Linked DNA regions of Gossypium hirsutum: regions 2 and 3 are each linked to region 1. A link is a contact called in public Hi-C data. All regions are on one chromosome and are shown on one strand. The core of a region is the stretch at or near the end of the contact, and the rest is flanking DNA. Distances in the headings are between cores, read along the strand shown.

What was found. A called contact is a pair of places that touch in the nucleus more often than the background predicts.
Region 2: a contact with region 1 is called in a Hi-C map of leaf, with 1.5 times the contacts expected there. The contact joins the promoter of LOC107933933 here to the promoter of LOC107933885 in region 1. A contact is called at or near these places in 3 of 34 Hi-C or Micro-C datasets (callus and leaf).
Region 3: a contact with region 1 is called in a Hi-C map of leaf, with 4 times the contacts expected there. The contact joins the promoter of LOC107933912 here to the promoter of LOC107933885 in region 1. A contact is called at or near these places in 7 of 34 Hi-C or Micro-C datasets (callus, hypocotyl and leaf).

The regions. Positions count from the first base shown.
Region 1 is chrA01:4,205,925-4,208,624 of Gossypium_hirsutum_v2.1, reverse strand. LOC107933885 reads left to right here and starts at 1,396. Exons shown (of 3, transcript XM_016866190.1): 1 at 1,396-1,429; 2 at 2,215-2,334; 3 at 2,422-2,700. The coding sequence starts at 1,396. The coding sequence ends at 2,564.
Region 2 is chrA01:4,353,407-4,356,313 of Gossypium_hirsutum_v2.1, reverse strand. LOC107933933 (disease resistance protein RPS5) reads right to left here and starts at 1,259. Exons shown (of 3, transcript XM_016866256.2): 1 at 1,116-1,259; 2 at 961-1,028.
Region 3 is chrA01:4,426,370-4,429,132 of Gossypium_hirsutum_v2.1, reverse strand. LOC107933912 (putative disease resistance protein At4g10780) reads right to left here and starts at 1,300. Exons shown (of 2, transcript XM_016866213.2): 1 at 1,073-1,300. All of the region lies in intron 2 of LOC107933914 (E3 ubiquitin-protein ligase RZF1), which reads right to left.

The DNA.
Region 1 (2,700 bases), core at 147-2,646:
ATTCTGGCCAAAAAAAACTTGACATTTATTAGCATTGAGATATACTTTGAATAGTAAAAAGTGTATTATGAGAAATAACTTTCATTTAAACTTATTTTAATAAAAAATATAAAAATCTATAATATCAAAGTTGAAAAAACCTACAAATATGCATTCTTTTTACTTGTATGTTACCAAATTGAACATAAAAAAAACAAATTAAACCAAATTAATGTAGAGGAATTAAATCCCAAATTTTAACATAGTTTAAAAGTAAATATAGAATTAGACTTTTTAAAAAAAGAAAAGAGTGAATTACACTAGATGTTGCTAAATTAATATAGTCAAATTCTGAATTGATGTTTAAAATTTAAAACATTTTAATTAAGTTACAAAATTATCAGTATCCCTCTAATCATGTTTTTCCATCAGCAATTTTATTCATTTTTGGGTAAACTACAAAAATAGTCATCCAACTATGCATTTGGTTCTATTTTGGTCACCCACCTATTAATTTTTTCGATTCAATCACTCAACTTTTTAAAATCAAGTAATTTAGTCACTCCCCTGTTGAATTTTTAGAATTAGAACTAAAATGACAAATTTCATAAACATTGAGGATTAAATTTGTTAAATCTTTAGATTTAGGATCAAATTGATAGAATGTGCAAACATTGGAGGGCTAAATTTATTATTAGGTCAATAAAAAAGTTTTATACCACCTTTTCCTCACCCATCTAAGGACAACTAATGAAAGAGTAAGTAAAACATTTGATTTTGAAAATATGAGTCACTAAATCAAAAAAATTAATAGTTATGACCAAAATAGAACTAAAAACATAATTGATTGGACTATTTTTTAGAGTTTGCCCTTAATTTTTCTATTATATGTCTATTAATGACATGTCAAAATCAAAAATACCACACATCTCTCTTTTTCATTATAGATTCTGATCATATATGCTCTTTTTAACACAATACTTAGAACTACTAATAACCCCTCCCCAACCTATAAAAGACCAACCTATAAAAAAAGGATAATATGCTCCAGTGCACTCAAACTCATGTCATCTTATATTGGCAAGAAAACCCATGCCAATCATGCTAAAACTCAATTGAGCTCTTTATTCTTTTTTCATAATAAACATATAAAAAATAATTTTTATAAAATTAATAAATTAATATATAAATTATTAATTGTATTATGTGTTTTTTATATAAAAAGAAAGTTAAAAATATTTTTATAAAATTAATGCAAATAAATAATTTTTAATTAATTATATTAATTATAACATATAAACTATTATTTATAAATAAAAAAAAGAATAATGGAGTACTGAAAAAATAATAATAAAGTATAAAAATTGTGTACCAACTAGATGGTAACACATGTCCCCAATAGACATATAACAGACAATGGAATCGCTAACGTATGGACTTGATTGGAACAGTATGATAATTTGGACTCAATTAAAATATTTTAAAATATTGAGACTAATTTAAAATCTGACCCCATAGTGTGGGGACGTTTAGTGAAATTATTTCAAAAGAAAAAGTTCAACGGGCAGTCGAGGGACAGAAAGGGAAAAGGAGCTAAATAATCAGGTTATAAATATTAAAGGCCGATCTAGGGTTTTCCAGAATGCCTTTGAGAGAACAGAGCGAAGTTTATTATAAGCAGTGCCGCTCTTGTTCCGTTGCCGGCAGAAATCAAACCCTAAAATAATTCCTTTCGGTTTTTTTGCAAGTAAATTTTCTTACTCTTGCAAGGTTCTCAGAAAGGTAATTATACATTCCCTGAGATTTTCAGTTTTTTATGTTAATTAAGCGTGTGTTTTTCCTTTTGAAAAGACGATCTTTTTATCATTCTTGAAGAATTGGCCGTTCCAAATGAGTTCTTGCTTAGTAAAAAAATTGATGTGAGAATTCAATTTCACCCGGCCTAGAGTAAGTTTTTATGGGGCAGCCTCAAGAATTTTCATGTTTTGTGATAATTCTCATGTTTATGTTCAGGGAAACTGCCCTAAATTTCTTCTCATTCTCTGTTTTTATTTATTTGATTGATCTTGAATAGTTATTCGACTGAGGAGTTTGATTCTTTACTCTGTAAACAAATTCACTACTTTCTTCCTTGGAAATGAATTGATGTTTAGTGATTTACAAAGAAGCCAAACCTTGTTCCCCTCAATTTTTAAATTGGAAATTAGATCTTGAAGCAATGTTTTCTTTTCAAAGGAAGAGAATCAGTTGTGGTTCTCTCCATGGATTTGCAGGGCTTTCTGCTTCGTGCTCGAGTGCTGAAGCTTTATAGACAATCTCTACGGGCTGCTCGAAAGGCTCCTCATGATTCTAGAGGTGAAAATCTTATTGCTTGAAATGGATTGTGAGTTTTAAAAACCAAGTTTTAGTTTGCATTGCCTGAAAAGAAATGGGTTTATGCAGCTGAATTGAAACAGGTCATTAGACAAGAGATGGAGAGTAATCGAGATTGCAAGGATAGACAAAAGATTCGCTTCCTGATTAGTGAAGGAACCGAGAGACTAAAAGGTCTGACTGAGATGCTTGGTATGCAGGGACATTGCTAGTTCAATGGAAGCTGCCTGCTGCCTTGGTATCTTAAAACTCTGATTTTGTAGAATAGACTTCATTCTCCACAAGTTAACCAATTTCATAAATTTACTTCTTCCATGAATATAAAATTTTTAATCATATTTTATTGAG
Region 2 (2,907 bases), core at 10-2,509, 150 kb before region 1:
TAGCCTTGAATTGAGATTCTTTTTATATAGGATAAAGCAACATTTAATCTATGAATTTGTTAATTCTTAATTTAGTCTTTATACTTTTCTTCACGTTAGTCTTGAAACTTGACAATTTTTTCAACTTTGATTTATGTGATAACATGGCACTCCAATATTATGTCATGACATCACTAAAATTTTGTAATTTTTATAAAAAAAATTTAGGTAATAACGTAATACAATATTATAGTTTAATATCATTATAAGGGCTAAAATTGAAAAAAGTTGTCAAATTATCAAACTAACATGTCAAATGTTATCCACTTTTAAATATATTGGGTAAACCAATGTAGCAATAATCTTTAAATAGAGTGACTAAAGAGTAATTTATCTTAATTTTAGAGTGATTAATGTGAAAATATACCATTAATCTTTTATTACCATTTATTAGTAGAATGATCAATTTAATTAATTTTTATCTTAAGATAACTAAATTAACAATTTTTTTTTGAAATGATTTAAAATAAAAATGTGAGTACCTTGCCTATATAGTCTTTTTCTCTCACCCAATCAAGTAATACGTTTTTCTAATTATGATTTTTTTATGAAAGAAACTTTCATTATAAAAAAGTTACAAACAGTGGAGGACAGTTCTCAAAAGTTGTTCAAAAAAGGAAAATGCTAGACAAAAGTCTAAGGGGCCTGAAAACACAGACCGGAGAAAGCAGAGGAGGTTTAATTATTATAGATCTATATAATCTACTCTAGTTATTATATTATATTATATTATATTATATTGTTCAATGACTTTAAGATTTAAAAAAAAAAAAAAACTATTAAAGGTAAGATTGTTGCGAAACTGGGAAGCCAGATCTTTAAAATTCCTCCAAAACCCATAGCTTAAACAAAGAAGAAATCAGATTATTCTCAAACCCACACCCATCATCTTCCTTCTTTTAAAATGAAAGAAAAGCTTACCTGAAATATTACACTCAGATCAAGCAAACGATAAAAGCGTTTGATTATACGAATTTGTTGCGAGTAACCTACTACACAGAAAAGCGATTCAAAATAGATATTGATTCAGACTTAACAAATAAATATACTTAACTACTGTGGAAAATGTAAGTTACCTTGGCGTCACTGTGTCTCCTGTTTTTTTCTTTAATATCAACTCTGGAATGGTTTGCCTAAATGATGAAAAATATACCGGTATTTCAGCAAAAGAGATCAGCTTGACTTCAGTTGACTTGCTTAAATGATTGCAGGGCAGTCTCGGAATTTTACATTCCCACGTGATAAAACATTATATAGGCCGTTGGGTTCGGCCCACATCTTATAAATTATATAGGTAAACTACATTATTGCTTATTCTTTTTTTCATTTAATTAAATTAGATTTTTTCTTTTTTTGGATATATTTTTGTCAAGTGCCATGAAATTTCTGATGAGAAGGTCGCGTGACAAATAAAAAATTAATATAATATATAAAAGTTGGGTTAAATTTGTTGTTATATTAATTTTTTAACTGTCAAGTCATTTTCTCGTCAAATATTTAACGACACTAAATGGAAATGAAAAAAAAAACAATTTCAATTAGTTGTATGTCCAAATTTAAAAAAAAATAGTTGAGTGACTAAAAAGAAAAAGTACAATAGTTAGATGATCAAATTAAAAAAATGGTAGTTGAATGACCAAAAGTGATCTGTGATGTAGTTTACCCTATTATATTAATAGACAAGTCAAAGTTAATTTTGGATAATTTTTGTGTTATGCTCAAATTTAAAAATTAATCCATCTACTTTTTAATGTAACATAATTTGGTCATCTATTTTTATAATATCATAGCTAATTCAAATAGCTTATTAATTGAAGTAGATTTTTTCTTAAAACACACTTCCAACTCATCATGTGTGATGCAATGTTTTTAAGAAACAACCAAATTAGCATTTAGTTGAAATAATTATTTGATATTAATTATTTAGACTAACAAATGATATTATGAAAGTAGAGGATATGTCAAATTAAAATTTAAAAGACTAGATCTCAAATTTAAAGATGATAAATTTGACTAAACCATGATTCAAGAATAATTAAAGGGACTAAAGAATAAATTTTACCATTGTTCTTTAAGTGGGACGGTTAGTGATATATATTATATAGAAATTTAATTTATAAATTATATTATAATATGTTACTTAATTATTAAGTATATATATTATATAATTATAATAAAACAAAAATGTATTAAATGAATGAATAAAAAAAAGAAGAAAATTAGAAAGAAAAAGAAAGAAAGAAAAAGTGAGAAGAAAAGAAGCAGATGCAAGAAAAGAAGCAGATGCACGGCCTTAGGGGCTTCAAAATTTTAAAGTTCAATTGGTTAGTCAATTTAGTCTATTTTCTAGTAATTTTTATGTTTTTGGAATCTTGATATTAAGTATTACTCGACCCATGTCGAAATTTTAGCAATTATTAAGTTTTTAAGTGTTGTTGATGTTGAATAATTTAGTATTAGGGATTAAATTGATAGATTTTTAAGCTAAAAATGAAAAAGGATTAAATTATAGAATAAATTGTAAATTTTGAGGAATAGGGACTAAATGGTAAAAAAATTGAAATTTATGGATTTAAGTTAAAATAGGGAATTAAATTTAGTTTAAAGTGAAATTTTTGTAAAAATATAAGATTAACTGTGAAGAATAAAAATTAGTCTCGATTTAGGGACTAAATTGAAATTTAGGCAAATATTGAGTCAAAATTGAAATATTCAATATGAAATTGAATTGTGTTATATTGATGAATTTTAATTGTTTTAATTCCATAGTTAACGTCGTACCGGAATCCTCGACTAAGAAAGGAAAAGATAAAATCGACGTCAAATAGCTTGGAATTCCTGGTTTGTATTTCTATAATCCGAACTAAG
Region 3 (2,763 bases), core at 51-2,550, 220 kb before region 1:
AGAGTAAGGTCATTGGAATTGATGTTGTCAACCTAACCATTTTTCTGGATTTATAAATTTATTAATTTTAAGCTTCTTTTTAGGTTTTAATTAGGTATTTAGGACTAATAGTATAGCAAAGAAAAAAGGGGACTAAATCAAAAGAGGTTGTATAAAAAAATAACTTTAATTATTATTAGTAGTTAGGTAAAATTATGTAAAATATGAAATACTAGAGTAATTAGATAAAAATGTATATGATATTTATTTTCTTACTATTTTTATTAGTAATTGTATTATCGACTACTTTCTTAGATTAACATATTACATATGATGATTGATTTTAGTTTCTCTTATTCGTTTAAAATTTCTTTTATAGTGCATGATGTAATTATGCTCTATTAGTCAAACACGTTTAGAAAATTACAATTCTTTATAATTACACGAGAGTGTAATTACTACTTAATAATTATATTTTCATCAAATTACTTTATGATGTCCAAATAGACCCTAATATTGAGAATTTTCATTTTGAATAAAATAAAAATTTAATAATTTACTAGAGACACCCTAAATCAAGTTATATCAAGTAGTTTAAAATAAATATATTATAAATGATTGCAGCCCTAAATTGAGATTCTTTATATAGAAAAAAAGTAGCATTTAATAATTTGATAATTTTCTTAACTTAATCTTTATATTTTTGTTCTTGTTATTTTCGAAATTTATAATTTTCTCAATTTTGATTTATATGATAACATGGCACATATTATTTTAAAAATTATTAAATATAGAGATTGTTGGGAACTCAAATCATGTATGTCAGAATTGAAATCCTTCCAAAACCCTAAACTCAAACAAAGAAGAAATCAGATTATTCTCAAATCTACACCCATAGTCTTTCATCTTTTAAAATAAAACAAAGTTTACCTGAAATATTACACTTAGATCAGGCAAACAAGAAAAGCGTTTGATTATACGAATTTGTTGTTGGGAGTAATATTCAAAACCTACTACACAGAAAAGCGATTCAAATCAGATATTAATTCAGAGTTAACAAATATACTTAGCTACTGAGGAAAATGTATGTTACCTTGGCGTTGCTTCACCGCGTCTGCTGTTTTTTTTTTTCCTTTAATATAAACTCTGGAACTGTTTGCCTAAATGATGAGAAATATACTGGTATTTCAGCAGCCAATGTTGAACAAGAAAAGGGACATCAGCTTGACTTGAGTTTGATTTGTTTAGATGATTGCAGGGCAATCTCGGAATTTTAAATTCCCCCATGATAAAATATTTTAGGCCATTAGGTTGGGCTCACATCTTCTAATTATTCGTTTGTTTGAATATGTTGAAATGTTTTGCGGACGCATTACAGAAAGTTTTAAATATTATATAAAAATAGATATTATAAGAATTTTTAATGAGGTTAATGTTAAAAGAAAATTATTGTCTCTTATTTTTTTCATCCAACTAGATGAAATTATTTTTTATATATCTTTATTAAGTGCTATTAAATTTTTGACAAGAAGGTGACATGATAATTAAAAATGAGTATAATAATAAATTGGTTTTAAATTTTTATATATTCTATCAATTTAATTATAATTTAGATAAACTATCAAAATAATTATTTTTATTTCTTATATTATATTTTAGTCGCTTATGTTTGAAATGTTACGTTTTAATTATTTACGTTATCATGTTGTAACATTTTATTCACTGGACAATAATTACCATTAATAATATAATGATAAGCTGACATGACACGTTAAATTTTAAATTAAACTATACAATTGATCCTTAACTTTTTATTTATTTTAAATATAAATAACTAAAATATAATTTGAAAAAAATAAATGTGACTATTTTAAAAATTTACCCTTATAATTTTTAAAAATTAAACCTCAAAATCTACTAATAATCTGAATTTAATACTTCAAATTTTCCATCCTCTCGCTTCTCCTTCTTTCTCCCTCGACCTTTATTTGCGCATAGCTGTCGACAACTTTGGTGGAAAAGTACGTACCAGCTGAACTCCACCGACCTTTGTCTGCCACCAGCTTATTAACCAATATTAATTAATACTAGGGGAGTTTTAAATAGGTTAGATATTAATACCAAAAACAAATTTCTTTTACAACCAAGGAAGTATTAGGGATTGAACAAAATACCCCAAGGCGGTGTTATCTAACCTGTCCTCTCATCCCTGATTTTGTTCCATTATTAGTTCATCATTATAGAGGCCTGCAACGTTGCTAACTCGTCTTCTTGTTGGCTTTCAAGGTGCTTTAAAAACATATCAATATCTTCTTTTATTAAATACCTTTCATATAGAATCCTACATGGGTGTTAAACCAAAATAATGTTTGATCACAAATTCTACACAACTGCTGGATCAAACCAACTTCACGAAATCAACCATTCGACGGTACTTTTAAATGCAGTTGTAAATATTGAATGTAACGGGCCAAATTTGCCATGGCCCATTCAACCCAAACAGAAACACCAAAATAATAAACAAAACTCAAGAGTAAAATTACAAAACCCAAATTACCAAATTTATCAGCAAACCCTAACCCAAATGCAAAATAGACCCGTTGGCCCAAAACCTAAACTAGGTTTTCAGTAAATCAGAAAACCTAGGTCCCTATGCATCGCTCCTCCATGTGCGTCGTACCCTTTTGACCAGCACACCTCTTTCTCTGCTCAACCACCACCTGTAAAACAAAAAGAACACACAACAGCAGCACAAAAATAGGAAATGGACAGTGTATGAATAGT